2 separate regions of the Danio rerio genome follow, and region 1 is linked to region 2. Evidence: chromatin contacts called from public HiCAR-type data. All regions are on one chromosome and are shown on one strand. The core of a region is the stretch at or near the end of the contact, and the rest is flanking DNA. Distances in the headings are between cores, read along the strand shown. Region 1 holds the start of fancc (FA complementation group C). Region 2 holds the start of ptch1 (patched 1).

The links. HiCAR-type assays count read pairs that join an accessible place to other places.
Region 1: a contact with region 2 is called in a HiCAR-type map of caudal fin, with 5 times the contacts expected there. The contact joins the promoter of fancc here to the promoter of ptch1 in region 2. A contact is called at or near these places in 2 of 18 Hi-C or Micro-C datasets (caudal fin and an unstated tissue) and 3 of 4 datasets of contacts at active chromatin or transcription factors (caudal fin, embryo and gastrula embryo).

The regions. Positions count from the first base shown.
Region 1 is chr8:32,193,587-32,200,177 of GRCz12tu, forward strand. It overlaps fancc (FA complementation group C), which reads left to right and starts at 3,863. Exons shown (of 13, transcript NM_001040637.1): 1 at 3,863-4,202. The coding sequence starts at 4,047.
Region 2 is chr8:32,038,063-32,044,528 of GRCz12tu, forward strand. ptch1 (patched 1) reads left to right here and starts at 5,052. Exons shown (of 24, transcript NM_001305542.1): 1 at 5,052-5,608. The coding sequence starts at 5,441.

The sequences.
Region 1 (6,591 bases), core at 2,613-5,112, 150 kb after region 2:
AAACACATGCTGGATAAGTTGGCGGTTCATTTTGGTATGGCGACCCCAAATTAATAAAGGGACTTAGCCGAAAAGAAAATAAACGAATGAATGAAAATTCTGCAAATTAGGTAATGGTGTAGAAAGTTTACATTTGCGAATATAATATTTGCCCATTAAAATAAATAAGTTGCATATATGGTCTATGTTAAGTTTGTTGTGAGAAAAGTGAAAAGTAATGCACACAGAAAAATCAATGTTAAGAACAAGAATAAGTGAAAGAATAAGTAAAAAGAACAGATAAGTTGGACCAAAACACTTGTGCGCTAATTCATCTTTACAATCTTAGGTTTTCCCCAACCCAAAATTCTGTTCAAAATACATTCTGAGAATCAGCAAGTAGAGGAACAGGAACAGATTTAAAGAACAGTTTAGTGTTATTCAGTCCATCAATGTACATGTATTCTGAACTCGTTTTGAGAGGAATATTAGTGATGCTAACGTGAGCCCCTGTGTCACCCAAGGCTTAACATTGCCGGCCTCCTAACATTGCATGAACAAATGGTCTGGGGTCAGCTACGTCACAACCACCTGAGGCCGCTGACCCCTATTCTTCACCCACCAAAGAGGATAGGTTTGTTCTGTGTGTGGTAAATTCCTGTTCATAGCTACTACAACCTGTATATAATGTTCATAATACATCCATCTGTAAATATTACCCATAGTTGTTTTTATAATTGCACTTTATAACTTTTACCTATATCCTGCGCTTGCTGCTACTGCACTCTTGGTTAGACCTAAACTGCACTTCATTGCCTTGTACTTGTACATTGTTTAATGACAATAAAGTTGAATCTAATCTAATCTTTCTATGGGGCATTTGGCAAAAAGATGATCAATCAGTCAATCGATTCAAGACTTGAGTTACAAAATACACAAATTAAATGACATATTATGTAACTCTTTGTAATTGTAATTCTTGAATTTGTTGTTTTCTGCAGTGTTTTCTGGTTTGCTGAGGAAAAGGTTAATTAATTAATTTAATTAAGTTTATAAAACAGAATGCCCCTTTTTACTGTTATATGTCAACTAAACAAAACAAACAAACATTTTTAACCTGGGTTTTTCTAGGGCTGCACAATTATTATCACCATTATTTTATTGTGATAATAATCTATGCAATATAAATATTGAAGACGTGTGATGAATTGCATTTATGTTATTCATTGATTGTTTATCTAGATTTGACCAATCAGTTGGGGCATTACTATCTCTCCTTTAAATACTAATGGCAGGAGCCGATATGAGAGGAAAAATGACAACAGCTGTTTTCACTCATAGTCGATTAAAGAATAAATGTTTGCACCGTGACACAGATTTTTTTTTTCTAAATTAGAGTTAGTTTTGTTTTAAGTTCTGTTTAACAGACAGAAGATTTTTTTCAATACATTTCTAAACATAATAGTTTTAATAACTCATTTCTAATAACTAATTTATTTTATCTTTGCCATGATGACAGTAAATAATATTTTGCTAGATATTTGTCAAGACAAAAGTATTCAGCTTAAAGTGCATTTTAAAGGCTCAACTAGGTTAATTGGGCAAGTTAGGGTTGTTAGGCAAGTAATTGTATAATGATGGTTTGTTCTGTAGAAAATTCCAATAATATATTGCGTAATGGGAATAATGATCTTGACCTTAAAATTGTTTTAAAAAAATGTTGAACTGCTTTTTTTGTAGGCAAAATAAAACAAGACTTTTCCCAGAAGAAAAGTAAATATAGTAACTACTTTGAAAAATTCTTGCTCTGTTGAAAATCATTTTAGAAATATAAAAAAAAAGTTACAGAAGGGCGAATAAGTTTGACTTTTGCATATTTTTAAGTATCATTCAGCCCTTGCTTTTATTCAATGTTCAGATTTCTATGCTTTAAATATAAACACAAATAATTGAGTATTTATTTAAAAAATATTTTGTTTTCTAATTTAAATCAAGCATTTCTGAAAACTTTAAAACATGTGCAACTTCTAACTTTTTCTATTTAAAAAAAAATCGGATGTAATCAATCGGCTGGTAAAGTATGGACTCTCAAGATTTTTTTGTGTGATTAAAAAAACACATATACTTAAGCATTCTGTCCTTTTTCGGTCTTGTTACATCATGTCTTCCTTTTTTATTTAGATGTTTTTGGTCTGTGTTGCATTAATATTTCATAATATCTTTTCAATGGCCCCCTGCTTGTTTAGTGTTTACCTGGTTTTCTGAAATGAATTGAACAGAAACACAGCAATCGCACAAGAGCTCATTTTAATCATACTCAAGACACCCTCAGTCTGCTAAATGTACCCCTCGCCCTCAATCAACCACAAGCTCGCATTTAGCTCTGACTCTGTTTAATCAACCACTGATGAATAGAAGCAAGTACTGTTGATGTTTTCATTGTGCATTAATAATAATAAGAAAAGATCTGCGACGATTTCCTTTTCACCACAACTTCATTAGCATTAGATCAGATCATTCTAAATATAAAATGTCGACCCTAAAAATGCTGAAACATACAAAGAAAAATTTATTATCAAACAATAGTGTGACTCTGAAAATAGTAGAGACATCACATGCAATCAGTCCACCAAAAGATCAAATCATCTGAGCAGAGTTTATTATTGGGACTTCAGGGATGATTAAATAATGTGACATTGTTGAGTGGAGTACAAAAACATGTTTGCCCTCCAGCTAAGAATGTCAAATCCATTAGCACCATGGTAAATGGAGCTTCAATAATAGCTTCACTCAGACACCAGCTGTCTGAGCAGACATTTTTTATACCCCTTTATTTAATTTTGGTTTTAACCAGCCAACCAAACCAAATCAAACGATTGTCAGGCAGACCTGTTTTACTCTGCTCTTGACTGTTGCTTGTCAGGGGCCTAATTATACATTTGTAGTCATGTTTTTTTTCTGTCTGGCATACAGTCAGGACATTAGTATGTGTTGGTACGTGTCAATGTTGACACTCTCCAGCGCATAGCATAGCCCAAATAATTTTACACTTGTACAAATTCAGCTAGCGCTCTACCAGTATTCTGTGTTGAAATTACACCCATCTTGGCCGTGGCAGTTTATTGGCCAGGCGTCTGCGTCCCCCGAAGGACTGGTGAAAGCTGTGAGGGGATGACAAGTCAACAAGAAGCGTTTGTTCATAGTTTGGTTTGATGAAAAAAAAGGAAAGAAAGGCTAATTATATATTTACATTGTCTCACCCAAGGGATTTTTCCAGCAGGGGTGATGGCAAGACATTAAACGACTCCGCCGTTACGAGCGGATCATAAAAACACTCCCTTGTTGTGTCTTTCACAGACCTGTCATTAAGACTAAGAACAACAATTACCCACAAACTCCTGCTCCTGCACACACAAGCTGTTTGAGCGCTTTTTCTACCCCGTTACGCCATGGCCGCGGTGTGAGAACTTCACCTCCCAGCAGGACACAGATGAGGATGTGTCTCCATTGATGGTTTCAGTACTGTTAGCTTTTGTTTAATTGTCAAAATACTTCAGCGTTGAGTTAAGAGCATTCTGGAAGTTTACAATGAGGTCCACGAAGACTTTATTGCACTACCCAATGCCTCTTTTATAATTTTTTTTCTCCTCTGTTTTCAAACTGGCCGGCTCATGAAATACAGGCTGATGACAAATTAAGAGCCCTCAATTGGGTAACACATTTTCAACTTCCCGTTTCCTGATTACAACCCTTGTCATCTCAGACTATGTACAAAAGGCATCATTATAACGAACTCTGCTACTTTTTTTGAATTGAGAAACACACTTTTAAAGTACAGTCGCTCCGCTTGCCAGAAAATCAAGAGATTGCAGCAATGGCAAACGACAGTAATCCGATGAGACAACGGATTCCTGATGGACTACATTTATTTTTGTCCTCTATCTGTCTCGGTTTAGAATTTTAAATGATTACAATTTTTAATTCATGATGTTGACTTTAAATAAATAGTTTACCAATTAAAATTCCTTGTATTTTTCCTGTCGATTTGTTTTTGCAGATTTGAGAAGATGGCGGGTGTTTCTGAGACTAATGTGCAGTTTTGGATGAATAAAGCAGTGAACTGGGGAGAGGCTTCATCATGTTCAGCTCTTCTGGACACTAGCAGACACCTTGGCCCTCTGAGAAACTTTCTCCAGCAAATTCTGCAGGGGTTGCAGCAAATGGTAGGAAAATGTCTGAACATTAAGTTTCACACGTATAGGATTTTTAAAAATATAGGTAACGATTGAGCCTTGAAGTTTCCTATTCAATTTTGGGAACCAGTTGTATCTTAGTAATAAAAACTGTAATTAAAACTATCAATAAAAACTACAATAGCTCTGCTGTGATACTAAAAAAAACCCTGGGCCAACTATCTGGTCAGTGAGGTTTGATTATTGATTGTATAATGATTTTAAATTTTGTATTGTTTTGATACAAAGATTTTGTTTGTTTGTTTTGTTTTTCTCTATTACTGACCGCAAAACATAATAATGATTTTGCTCATTAATTTTTTCCCCCAAAATATATTTATTGGGTTTTGTTTGAACTACAAAACAAAATACATAAAGACAAATGGTTAAAAAGGTGAAAATAAATATGTAAATAAATTCAAATAAGAGCAGTACATAATAATAAAAAATAATGCATTTCCCAGCTTTCAATTGTATGCTGATTAAACTAATTTGTTAATTGTTGGTGAAATGTAAGACATCTGAACAATACTATAAGACACTAACAAGGGTTTAAAAGCACAAACATCAAAAATGTTGCATGGTCCACCTGGTTAATCTTGTAATTTTCCTTATAGCATTATAGTAGTATTTTCTTACATAGTATTGTCGTTCTTTATAACAGTGTATGTCAGCTCTTCCAGAGCAAGATTACTAGTCATTTCTGTAATCCACTGACCACAGGATGTCATTTGAGTTTTTTTTTTTTCAATTTAAAGCAATAACACGCTTTGCTTGGAGTAATCTAAAATCTAATAGTTTGCATTTTTTTGTGTTCAGATCCAAGTTTACAGGGTATATATATGAAATGGACATAATTTAGGAACCAAATGTTTATTTTCTTCAATTAATTTACCAATCATAATAAGGGTCTCCTTTTGTCTTATTGCGTTACCATACACAATGATAAAGGGTACCCACTTCTCCATTACATTTTGTACAACTATCAGGAGTATTTGGGTTCAATAAATCATTTACTTAGTTTCATTTCATTTTTTGTTTAAACATTTAAACATTGCTTACTTAATTTTTAGAATTACATTTATGTTTTAAATGAATTTGTTTACAGTATTTATAGTGCATTTAAAATTTGAGGCCAATACATTTTGTATGCTTTTAAATTTACTGAAAACAACTCCAGTCTGGGACAAGACAACAAAAAATTGACTGTCCCTGAAAAACAGGAACATCTGCTCACCTTGAGCTGTAGTGTTGTTTGTTATTTACTGTAAAGCTTTAAATAAGATACATTAGAAAGACGCAACTGCCTGAAGTGAGTTTTAGCCTGCTGACAGCATGCTGTGCTTTAATGTGTTAAAATCTAAAAAAGTAAGTAAGAAGGATTATATAGTCGATTTTGAAAATATGTATTTTTCTTGCATCATCACAGCAAAGTTCATAGAATTGGCTTTAAAGTTAAAGTCATAGTGCTTTCACTAACTCTTTTAGCACCTCTAACAGAAGTTGCTCTGTGTGGATGAATGCTGGACATTGGCACAGCACTGGTGATGATTTAGCAGACTTACAACCACCCAGGGACTGCCAGCGTTAACCTAATGTATCCCTGCATCAAGTGTTGCAAATTTGGAAGCGGCAGCATGGGCTATAGGACGACTCTGTGAAGGACCAGTGTTAAGAAATGTTCTGCCTCCCACTGACTCTCGTCACCTTGAAAGAACCTCTTTATTCATCCTGCATAGGCCTTTTGCACTAGCAGATCCCCCGTTGGCCCTGTGCACCATGCTGCTTGGTGCCCGGCATGTCGGAAAAGAAAACAAGATCTTGCAGGCTTTTTTATTTCAACCTACAATGGCCACCCTGCCAAAATGCAATCACGCCTTCTGTTTCCATCACGGTCTCCATGCGTCAGCCTCTCTTGCAGCATTTAGCAACGTGACAGGATCGGGATTTCTTAATTGGCCCTAAACCGTATTCCCGGCAGAGCCTCATAAAAACGACCCGAATGGAGCAGATCTGAACAGCAGCGCTTGGATGAGTTAAGGATGTGGCTCGCGCCTAGAGATGAAAAAATGTCTCGTTTATATCAATTTCCTCATTTGCATTCCATCAGAACCAGTTTTCCCACTCCCTGCTTGGTACTGCTGGAAAGGGGAGGTTTCACAGTCCCGTAAACGATTTTCTTTCTTGGACTGGCACAGTTGGGTGCCCACTGGCAATGCGCCCGCGCTCAAGGGGAAGCTGAGAGGTGTATGCGTGTGAACACATTTGCTGAATTATGAATTTCTACATAAGACTTTTGCCCCCTTAACATACATAAATCTCATCTCTGAGACAAATTTCCATGGACTCTTGTGATGGGCATGGATTTAAACTTTTGAGA
Region 2 (6,466 bases), core at 3,802-6,301:
TTTCTTTTTTCTTTGCCAAAATCTTTGACAATACACAATTTTTTTGATATTTTTCAAGACACTTCTATACAGCTTAAAGTGATATTTAAAGGCTTAATTAGTTTAATTGGGTTAACTAGGCAGGTTAAGGTAAATAGGCAAGTTATTGTATAACGATGGTTTGCTCTGTAGACTATAGAATAAAAATATAGCTTAAAGGTGCTAATAATTTTGACTTTTCAAAAAAATTAAAAACTGCTTTCATTCTAGCCGCAATAAAACAAATAAGAGTTTCTCCAGAAGAAAAAAAATATTATCAGACATACTGTGAAAATTGGCTTGCTCTGTTAAACATCATTTGGGAAAGATTTTAAAAAGGAAAAAAAAAATCAAAGGGAGGCTAATAATTCTGACTTCAACTTTATATAATCTAAAACTTTAAGCCATCCACAAAGCTTACACAATCTAGGTGGCGCTCAAGTCTTTAAAATGTTTTAAAATCTTAAATATTAATATAAATACATTAAAATACCATTGAATCATAACTAAAAATTAACTGTTTACATATGTATGTAAATGTTCTTGCACAAACACTGAATGAAGTTCTGAATGTCCGTTGTGCAAATTAAGAGCAAGAACAAAAAGAAGCACAATCAAGAAGTGTCTAAGAAAATAATGTGTAGAGAAACAAATTAAAACAAAAAGAAAAATACACTGTATGTGAAACAGTAACACTTTAAAATACACAGTTAACCATGTTTTACACAGTATTAAACTGTAATATGAACAGCATTTTACTGTAGGACAGTTATGCTGTATGCTACTGTGTTTTAAAGTTGTGTTATGAAAATTACTGTATATTTTGAAGTAATACTATAAATAGATTACAACAAGATAAATGGTGCTGTAAATGTAAATACAGTATTTTTGTGGTAAATAATTTCAGGTGAACAGTAAGTTATGGTACATTCTACAGAAAATTGGTAACTGTGTACATGAACACTACTTATTAATGATTACTGCATTAGCACTAAACAAACATTTTATAAGATTCATAGATTAAGAAATGAATCTATTAGTCATATAGTACTTCCGATATAACATGTGATATTAAATTATGATGAAAATGTATGAATCTTAATGTATGAATCTTCATCATTTGTGAAGGTATCGTAATGTGTATTATGACAACCTTCTGAGGCACAAGACTAACAAATTGTTAGGTATTTCATTGTGGTTATGGATTTTGAACTTCTTGACAAGTAAATAAACAGAATAATGATACCTTTGCATTCTAATATATGAAGAGTTCAGATGTGGGCGGAGCAGTGGCACAGTGGGTAGTGCTGTCGCCTCACAGCAAGAAGGTCACCGGTTCCAGCCTCGGCTTGGTCAGTTGGCATTTCTGTGTGGAGTTTGCATGTTCTCCCCGTGTTCGTGTGGGTTTTCTCCGGGTTCTCAGGTTTCCCCTACAAGTACAAAGACATGCACTATACACTGTTAGACCTTACCAGGTTTTTTTACAGTAAAATACTGGCAACACTGTTGCCAGCTACTCACTGTAAAAGTTTGGTTACAGTAAGTAACTGGCAACAGTTTTAGAAATCTACAGGTTATGTTGAAGGAGGGTGGGAGCTAAACTCTGCTGCGCTGCATTTCTCCAGGAACTTGGAGTTTGCCCCCCATGGTATATTATATACTTTTAAAGCAACTGCCAACATTTATCACAATCACATATCCAATAACCACCCCCCCCCCCCCCACACACACACACACACACACACACGCACACACATACACAAAGTGCTGCAGTGAAATGTGTTACTCTCTCCTCAATGCTGACCATGCAAAACAAAAAAACTAAAAAAACTGAACGGCAAAAAACACAAAATAATTATTTTAAATGTTAAAGTTTTAAATAATTTAAAACTGTGTCAACTCTCAATAAAAAGTTTAAAATAATTATAAAAAAACAAAGATAAAGTTAGCAACACCGAAAAACCAAAGGATCCAAACTTTTGTTAAAATTATTATTTACTTAAAAAATCTCATGACCAAAACCTTTTCTATTGTTTCTAATATAAATTCATAGGTGGAAACACAGCTCTAAAAAATACTTAACAACAAACTCACAATCTGGGACCTGAAAGTGGAGCTTTTGTGTGTGGATGGCTATGTGTATCATGTTTTTGTGATTCCCTGTGATGATGTGCACATGTTCCCTTACTGAGATGATGGAATTTAATTTTGGCTTAGTTGCCAGAAAGATACATGAAACTGTTAGCATCTGTACATTATGGCAGTATGCAATATCCAATAAATACACATACTTAAACAAAAGTAATGTAAGACGTTATATGAGGAAAGGCCAACTAGCTAACAATGTAGCTTTTAAGTACACAGTTCAAGATAACAACAATATAGCTTAAAACACAGCCTTATTTTAGAAACCCTCAAAAACATTTGAACACATTTTATTTACTCATTGTAGATTCTTATTTAAAGCCTAAAACATATCAGACTCTACATCTGAATTGATGGACAGAGAATGAAGCACACTCAGCAGTAAACAAATCAAACACCTGGCTCCCTTAAAGGGCCAGCATTTTCTGAAAACTCTTTCTAACACCTTTGTGTTAAGAAAAAGACAGACAGCCTGTGGGAGTGGTGATGCCTAAATCAATATTTTCTGCCTTTAAAATGCACGTCTCTATAAATAGCAACATAAACCGTCAGAGAAGATGGGACAGTAATGGTTGAACAGTAATTTGCTATTTATTGTCAGTTACTTTATGTAATGAGTACATAAAGTAAATTACTGGAATTTATTCTTTGCACTACACAATTTCATACAAAGTCTACTCCTTTTACAGTAAAATAATATGTGTTAATAAATAATAAATGTTTCCTTTTATTACAGCAAAACACTGGCTATTTTACAGTTATTTACTGCACAATCTACAGAGTAACAGTGCAGTTATACTAATTAAACACACCTGATCAAACTAAATCTAAAGGTAGTGTGTTGAAGCAGGGCTGGAACTAAATTCTGCTGGGCTGCAGCCCTTCAGGAGTTCGACATCCCGTGTACCTAGCATATTTTCAAAGGAATTGCCTACATTTATCACAATCATGTACATATCATTGAATAAAAACAATAAAAATATAAAAACTTCATCCAAAGCAAATAAATAAATAAATAAATAATCTGATCCTCATGTTGTTCCAAACCTGTAGTAATAATAATAATACAAAAACAAATAACCTGATTAATACATTTATTTAGGAAAGTCTTTATACTATACTGTTAATGCCATTTTTACCTACTTCATTTGAAGTTTTCCAAACAAATTCATTGAGTCTCTGCAAAAATGTATGTACGTGCTGTTTAAGATATTTTTTAAATAACACATTTTTATTTAGCAAAATACTAATATTCAGCTTAAAGTGCAATTTAAAAGCTTAACTATAGGCTAAACTAGGCTAATTATATTAATTATAGAAAAGTAACCAAAGTTATAAAAATGATTGTGATAATTTGGTTGCTCTGTGTGAATATTTTTGCCTTTAAATGCATCTCGTCGATATCTTTACCTTTTAATTAGCTCTGTGACATTGACATTGGTTGACTCCTGATACTCAATGTTAAAAACATAAAAGGAACCAAAGAAAACACAGAGATGGCTGCAGAGAAATTTAGCTTATCAATGCATTGTGTCACTTTCTCCTCAATACTGACCATTCAAATACCAAAACTGAACAGAATATATATATATATATATATATATATATATATATATATATATATATATATATATATATATATATATATATATATATATATATATATACTGTATATATAGCAACATAAAGCATCAGAGTACATGGGGTAATAATGGTGGTTGAGCAGTAATTTATCATTTATTATCACAGTAATTATCTGTAATGGGTACATAAAGTAAATTACTGTAATTTATTCTTTGCACTACAAAATTTCATACAAATCCTGCTCCTTTTACAGTAAAATACTGTTTCCTTTTATTACAGCAAAACACTGGCTATTTTACAGTTATTTACTGCATAATCTACATTAAGGGTTAACAGTGTAGTTGATGTGTTTATTAACATAACAATGGATAATACATATATTACAGTATTATTTTTTTAAACCTTTGTTAACATTGGTTAATAAAAATAAAGTTGTTTATTGTTCACTGTACACAGCATGAATTTGGATGTTGATGCATTAGTAAATGTTAAACTATGATAAACATATGCAGTACACGTATGGTTCATTATTAGTTCACGTTAATAAGTGTATTAACTAATGAAGCTTATGTATATGCATATAATTTAAATATGTCAAATATTTATAAATAATTTATACAAATTTTAAAAAGTTTAATATATAAATTTAAAATAAATATAATAAATGTAATATATAAGAAAAGCCTGAAAAATAATTTAGAATAATAGTAGCCTTTATAATATAAATAAAATATAAGATAAATAAATGTAATATATCTTATAACAAACAATAAGAAAGAAAGAAAGAAAGAAAGAAAGAAAGAAAGAAAGAAAGAAAGAAAGAAAGAAAGAAATTAAGAAAGAAAGAAAGAAAGAAAGAAAGAAAGAAAGAAATTAAGAAAGAAAGAAAGAAAGAAAGAAAGAAAGAAAAAAAGAAAGAAAGAAAGAAAGAAAGAAAGAAAGAAAGAAAGAAAGAAAGTGCTGTGTCTGTCCTGTCTCCAGAAATAAACTCTCCTCTTCTTTGCTCTCTCCGCTTCCTCCGCGCGCTCGGAGTCGGACTGCGCTCTTGCTCTTGTTGGCCCGCGCGCCTCGGTCGGACCCTGCAGAAAGTGGGCTTTGCTTCTTTAAGACTCCCCTGAAGTTTGAGATGCACACACGAGGGCTCTCGGCTTGGGTGGTCTCTCTACTTTGGTGAGCTGTTGCTAAGCAGCTAATAATAGTCGTGTTTGCTGAGTAATTTTTGCCCTTCTGGAACCAATCAGAGCGCAGGAACCCCGGCCATCTGACAGCCCCAGGGGCGGGCTCTCGAGCGCTTTGGCCACGCCCCTCCTCCTCTGTCTCCGAATGGAGAGTGATCTTTTTTCACATCTATTGAATCTCCCAGAGATCGCCTTGTCGCGCGGCCTGAGGAGGGACCACATAGATCACAGAAATGCTTCAGCCACCGAGGGATCGACGTTTGCAGAGCATCCACTGATCGCGCGAACTTTCCAGCGGACGCCGTGAAAGTGGGCAATTGTTGGAGACCTCCAGATTCGCGAAATGTTGCAATGGAAGGCGCAGACTCTGACTCGCCGTCTCAAACAGGAGTATGAAGTGCTTCGCGGATCTGGGATCAACGAGAGACAAACTTGGTTTTCTTCGGATATCACTAAACGCTCGCGGGGAAATACACTAGCGCGGATACCGAGACGCTCGGCGCAGACCTTGCAACATGGCCTCGGCTGTTAATGTCTCCTCCGAGCAGGAAAACAGAGACCCCGATCGGCCGAGGGTAACGCGGAGAAATAGGGGCAACTATCGGACCGCCGCGGCGGATTTGGAGTATTTGCAGCGGCCGAGCTATTGCGATGCCGCCTTTGCGCTGGAGCAGATATCAGAGGTGCTTTTATGCTTGCCCTGTTGGATTTTGTTGGGAATGCGCTGACAAAGTGCTCAACTTTAGTGAAGTCGCTAGGTAACGGGATAGCCACGGGACCGATGCGGGACCAACCTGTAGCCGCAGCGTTTGCGCTCCGACCAACCTAACCTAGGCTATCTGTCAGAAGCGAAGCTGAGCTTTGAAAGTGAAGCGGAGGCTCTTCAGATTTGTTGGTCAAGTTCGCCCTGACCGACTGATTGAAGCCCCCCTCAGATAGGATCTACACGGGGAGTAGTTTTCGTCCCGCACGATCCATGTGGCTGCCCTCTTCCGTTCACAAATATTGTCGTAACTCCCTCTGTGATGGCTGCAGCACTTCCCAAATCGCATCACATCGCGTCCCTTCTGCTATGCGACCCACGTGCATCTCCGGCTTTGGATATTGTAACCTGTTTCTGTGCTACAGTGTCCAAAGGATGCAGTCTGTCACATTGTAGCCATAGTCAGTTTAATGTCTGATAGTTTGTGCGTGGGTCTACAACTCATTTGAATTATACTACACAGCGAGAGAATAGGAGTAGTAGTATGGCAAGCTGTTTTCACATTCATTCATTACAACTTGGCAGTAGTTGTTTTTGTGTGTCCAATTTCATTAGCAGAAAGATCCTCTTTACACATGGTGTGCAGCTTTTTTGATACAACAACTAGCAGAAAATGTTAAATTCAATTGTCTAAATGGAAGCAAGCACTTTCAACCTCTTCTAGAGGTTGTTAAAAACACATTCAGTTGGGTTGTTTGAATTATTTGGAACAGCCACAAAACATGACCTGCTCTTTTGCCAATTGGCCTAATGTTTAAACACTTTGATGTGTTTCTGA